Linked DNA regions of Sus scrofa: region 2 is linked to region 1. The links are chromatin contacts, called in public HiChIP or PLAC-seq maps. All regions are on one chromosome and are shown on one strand. Each heading gives the region's core, a stretch centred on a gene start, on an enhancer-like site or on the middle of the called end of the contact. The rest is flanking DNA. Distances are from core to core; before and after follow the strand shown. Region 1 has its middle 8.2 kb from the start of GHRH. Region 2 holds the start of SRC (proto-oncogene tyrosine-protein kinase Src).

Region 1 (2,741 bases), core at 11-2,510:
AGGAACTAAAGATAGAGTGGTTTGTCTTTGATAAGGGAAGTCAAGGAGGGCTTCCTAGAGGAGGCAGGTTTGAGTTGAGGTTGGAGTAGAAGTTGACCAGCAGAAGAGAGTTGCCTTCTAGGTAGAGGACCAGCTCTGTCAAAAGCCCTTCATGGGAAAGAGCCGAGTTGGAGGAACCAAAGAAAAGATATCAGGGCAGCTGGAGCAGGACACATACTCTCCTTCCCAGCCTGATGCCTGGCGAGGAGCTGGGTCGGGGGCAGGGTGTCTGGAAAGGGCTGCTCTTCTGGCCCAGGATGGGATCTGCTTGGTGTCTCCCCTACCTGTTCAAGCTGCAGTTCTCTTGTATCTTCCTCTAGCTCCCCTCTGACTCCCAGTCTTAAGACTCTGTTCGAATGCAGCTCCCCAGGCCAAGGTCCAGAATCCCAGCAACATATGGCTCTGAGATCTGACAGCTTCTCACAGGCCCCTTCCCTTTAGCTCCATCTCAGCCCCACATCCCTGGTTGCCATCCATCAACCCCTTTACCTGCCGTAAAAAAACCACTGGCTGTCATTTAAACTTATTTCTACAATTTGCTTCCTGAGCCTCAGGCAACCAGCCCCATCTGCAGAGGGCTCTGTGCAGGTTCCGTCGGTCTCCATCCACCGCTGGTTTCCCAAGAGCGCATATGGAGCTGCTCTTGGATTTCCTCCCGGGGCTCAGCCAAGTGCAACCCTGGGTGATTTTGGAGCGTGAAGCTGCATGAGAAAACGTGGCGTCTCCATGGCATCCTGCATCTAGGTTAGCCAAGCATTTTGCAGACACGAAGTAACATCAAACCAAACCCTGGGAACACTTTCTAAACTCCAGGAGATGAGTGCCATTTCATCAGGTGTCCACTGAATCACCGAATTGAGGACCTGAAGGGAAATCTGAAGTCTTGGGGTCTAACACCCTCATGTTGCATATCAGCTCAGAGAGGTGAAGTAATTTGGCCAAGGTCACAGAGCAAGTTTGTAGAGGAGCTGGGCCTAGGAACCAGGTTGTTTGGAGCCCAGTGGAAGGACAGAGTCCAGTTAAGGGACCAGGTAATAAACAATATACAGGGTGTCCCAGGAAGCTAAGTCTGCACAGCAGTGGCGGCATGATAGTCCTTAGCTATGCAGTGAGCGTCTGAGCGCCTTGGTGGGAAACCTGCCCCATGAATCTGCCTTGTTGTGTTTAGAAACTACTCATTGTGTTATTTTTATCCATTTGGTTTCACTTTAGACCTGGTTCCTATTTCGCATTTATGACTAAGGGCCCTTGGGTGAGGAAAAGAGAAGTCAGAAAGAAGATTCTTTTCTCTTGTACTTTGCAAACTTTTCCAGGCTTTTTTTTTTTTTTTTTTTTTCCTTTACAACATTTCTTTCCAGGGCCCCCAAAGCTTCTCAAATCTCTTGCATTTCCAATCCCCTGTTCAGCCTTCACTCTAATTATCTTGGGAAAATTTAAATTTCTTATCGAGGCTCTGTGACAATACCGGCTCAAGATAAGCACCTTCTGAGGTCTTGTCAAATTGCCCTCAATAGATTCCCTTAATAGGAATTACCGCCAGAGTTTTCTTTACATGTGATAATGGTATTGTGACTATGTGGAGGAAAAAGCCCTTATCTTTTTGAGATACATCCTGAAATATTTATGGATGAGATGATATGAAGTCTAGGATTTGCTTCAGAATATTCTTGTGGGGAGAGCAAAAAAAAATGTTTCCTTAAGACACTGTTCTCCGCTGACGTTCTCTCGCAAGTTCTTCTGGCAGCATCTTCCCCTCCCGCAATCTATGAATCTGTTTATTTCGTATCCGGGGATGGGATTTGCCTCCTGGGGTCACAGCAGAGAAGAGAGTATAGGTGTTGGAGCCAAAGAGGCTTAGGTTCAAAATCCCAGCTCCACCCTCATGAAAACTGTGACCGAGGACAAGCCACTAAAATGTCTTAGTTCTAGTTTTCCCATCTGCAAAGAGGAGATAATACATTGACAACAAACCGCCTACTTTTCTAATCTGGTCTTTGCTCCCCAGTTTTTCTAATTTTCCCTCCACCTGCCCTGAAGATGTGGATCCCACCCAAGCCCTTCTGCGCTCCCAAGCCCCTCCCGTCGTCTCCACGGGCTCCTCTGCCGCGGCCCCTGGCTGGGAGCTCCAGGGTGGGTCCAAGTGCCTGGAGGTGCACTGAGTACGAAAAAATCACTCCACACGTGTACATTGGAACTCATTGCTCTTCCTCCCAGTCTGCCCCCCCACCTCCAAAGCATCCGATCACCCCTCAGGGCCCCTAGGGCTCCCCCTCCTCCCCCTCCCTCCCCCTGTCTACCTCAGGCCTGGGGTCCCATCTTCCAGAGTCCTCTCAAATCCACCTCCGCTGCTCCCCACCACCTCCTTTGTGGGCCTTGGCTCAGGCCCTCAGGCCCGCAGGCAGGGCCAGCTGTACAAGCGTCCTCACTGGGCTCTTTCCCCCGGGGTCCCCGCTCTGCTTTCCAGGACCCCCTTCCAGGCTGCTGACAACACTCTCCTTCCAAAGCCGTCACTCTTGGGCTGGAAGACCTCCCACGGGCTCGCTCCACTGAGAGGGGAGGCCCTAATTCCCTAGCACGGTATTCGACACCCTGAGCAGCGTGGCCTTTCGTGTATCATTCCAAAATCATCTTCTGCATTCCCTGCCAAAGAAGCCTTCGGCCTGGTTTCTCAGACTGCCGCCTCTCACACCTGCATCAGAATC
Region 2 (2,707 bases), core at 167-2,666, 65 kb before region 1:
AGAAGAGGGTCAGCACAGGACCAGCCAGATCCATTCTTGAGATCAAGTCTGATCTCAACTGTACTGTGGCTAAGCCTGGACTCACCTCTAGTGACCCAGAGACAGAGTCCCTAAAGCCTGGGAGGCCTGACCCAGGGGCACACAAGGGCTTTGCCACTATCAAGTCTGCCTGAACTGATACCCTATAGGTGAGCCCCTTCTGTTCACCCCATCCTTCCAACAGCCCAGTAGTAAACCCAGCCAGGCCCAAGCTGGGCCTGATGAGGACTCTGAGCTCAGAGAGGTCAGGTAGTTGCCTGAGGACACACAGCAAGGCAAGTAAGTGGTGGTCCCTGTTGGGACTCAAACCCACCACCAATGCCAGCCCGGGCAGGCAGATGGACCCGGCCTGGTGGTGAAATCCCAAAACTTTTGCCAACTTCTGAGCACACAGGCGGCTGGGCCTGCCCAGAGGCAAGTCTAGGGGGCTGTGGGCAGCAGGAACCAAGCACAGTCGGGCCCAGTCCCTTTCAGGCCGTCAGCACCAGGCCCTACCCAAAGCCCCACGAAGACGGGAAAATCCTGGTGCCCTGGCCAAGCACTCCCTCCCGGGCGCCCCCAGGCCCACCCCGCCCGCCCCCTCATCACCTCCCATCCCGGGCTAGGGGCGCCAGGCCGGGCAGCCGCGGCCAGAGGCGGCGCCGACCGGCTCAGATTTCAGATTTGGCCTAGACCTGGCCTGGGGGCTCAGGCCCAGCTCGCGGCTCTCAGGGGCCCGTAGGGGTAAGGTGGGCCGGAGGGGGTTCCAGCGCAGACAGGACCCCTACGCCCCCCCACAGAGCCCCCTCCCCCCCACCCCCAGGCATCACAACAAAAGGCCGCACCAGGCACGTCCCCGTGCGCCGGCCCAGCGCTCCTGGATCGCAGCTCGGCCCGGGGGTGGGTGGGGGGAAAAGGGGGGGCCAGGAGCCCCAGCGGCCCGGCGATCCGACGCCAGGGTGGTCCCCGGGCAGGGGCTCCCTCACTCGGGCGGGGACCGGGAGCCGGCGGCGGGGTGGGGGGCGCTCACCTGGGCCAGCGGACAGGCGGACGCACCGGCAGGCAGACGCACGGGAGGAAGGACCTCCGGACGGCCAAGGGTTCGGGCACACGGCGGCCAGGCCGCTCCGGCTCCCAGGCCGGAATGGATTCCCGGCCGGGAGAGACAGATCGAGAGAGAAAGGGAGAGGGAGGAGGAGGAGGAGGAGGAGGAGGAGGCGGCGGCTCAGGGAGGGGAAGAGGAGGGAGGGAGCGCGCGAGCAGGGAGGAGGGGCCCGGCAGGCCGCCGGGAGGAGGAGGAAGGAGGAAGCGCGCCGGGACGGATTCCCCGCCGGTGACCTGGGATAGACCCAGGCGCGGGCCACCCCCGCCCCCCAACCCTGGGGTCCGGGCGGGCGGGGAATGGGGGGCGGAGGCACCGGGCACGGAAGCCCCGCCCCCCACCCCGCCCCAAGAGAGTCCCTACCCTTTGGGACACCCATCAGCCCTCACGCGAAAATGCCCACCCTCACTGCCCCCAATCCACCTACCCTGTTTACCCCAAATCTACCTCTCCCGAAATTATCAGTAATAATAATAACTGCAGCACTGATGGAGTGCTCACTCCTTGCCAGGTGCCACGCTAAGCTATTCAGGTCAACTTTATGATCTATTCGTACCAACCAGCTGGGCTGGGCAGACCCAAGATTATCCCTATTTTATAGAGAAAGAAACTGAGGCACAGAGAAGGGAATCACCTGACAAGAACCAGGTCTTGGGATTTCCTGTTGTGGTGCAGCAGAAACAAATCCGTCTAGCATCCTTGATCCCTGGCCTCCCTCAGTGGGTTAAGGATCAGATGTTGCCGTGAGCTGTGGTATAGGTCACAGACAGGGCTTGGATCCTGCGTTGCTGCGGCTGTGGTGTAGGCCAGCAGCTGTAGCTCCAATTTGACCCCTAGCCTGGGAACTTCTATATGCTGCGGGTGTGGCCCTAAAACAAACAAAAAAAAATAGGCCTTGGACCCTGGCCTTGACCTGAGTTTCCTTGACCTGAGTTTCCCAAAGTGGGGACTGGAGCAGAAAGGACAGTGTGGGAAAGAGTAACGTTTATTTTAATAGATATGTATTCCTTTTAATGGATAGAAGAGAAAAAAAACTAAGGCAGCCTATCCAATGTCAGCCAGTCCAGATACTCCTACTTAGGATGGGGCTGAAATAGGTGTTTAGTGGCACTTATACTTCCATGTAAATGAAGAGGCTGAGGACCTCTGGACGCAGGGGGCAGAGAGTATAGCAGAGAAAGGAGGGGACATTGAGGAAAGGCTGGTTTAGCTACAGAGCCTCCTGCACCACCTATTCCCCCTCTGGCTTCAGGACTGCCCTCTTGAGGGTGGGTGCTGTATCCTTGGTTCTTCGCACGTTACAGCACAGGGGAAGGGAGGGCCCGAACCCAGCTTTAAATACCACCATCTGGAGTTCCATTGTGGCTCGGCGGAAAAGAATCCTACTAGGAACCGCGAAGTTGCAGGTTTGATCCCTGGCCTCACTCAGTGGGTTAGGGATCCGGCGTTGCTGTGAGCTGTGGTGTTGGTCGCAGATGAGGCTCAGATCTGGCCTTGCTGTGGCTGTGGCCTAGGCCAGCGGCAACAGCTCCGATTAGACCCCTAGCCTGGGAACCTCCACATGCCGCGGGTGTGGCCTTAAAAAGA

The links. HiChIP or PLAC-seq counts read pairs in DNA pulled down with a chosen protein or histone mark.
Region 2: a contact with region 1 is called in an H3K27ac HiChIP or PLAC-seq map of alveolar macrophages. The contact joins the promoter of SRC here to the enhancer-like site in region 1. A contact is called at or near these places in 4 of 47 Hi-C or Micro-C datasets (alveolar macrophages, blood, embryonic fibroblasts and 1 more) and 2 of 2 datasets of contacts at active chromatin or transcription factors (alveolar macrophages and skeletal muscle).

The regions. Positions count from the first base shown.
Region 1 is chr17:40,404,665-40,407,405 of Sscrofa11.1, reverse strand. No RefSeq gene overlaps it. Among named protein-coding and RNA genes, the nearest start is that of GHRH, 8.2 kb to the right of the region's middle. Within about 2 kb of position 1,260, at least 13 of the 83 cell types and tissues checked have an H3K27ac peak or open chromatin away from gene starts, as enhancers often do. A contact at or near this core is called in alveolar macrophages, where this site is marked.
Region 2 is chr17:40,469,679-40,472,385 of Sscrofa11.1, reverse strand. SRC (proto-oncogene tyrosine-protein kinase Src) reads right to left here and starts at 1,416. Exons shown (of 14, transcript XM_021077973.1): 1 at 1,049-1,416.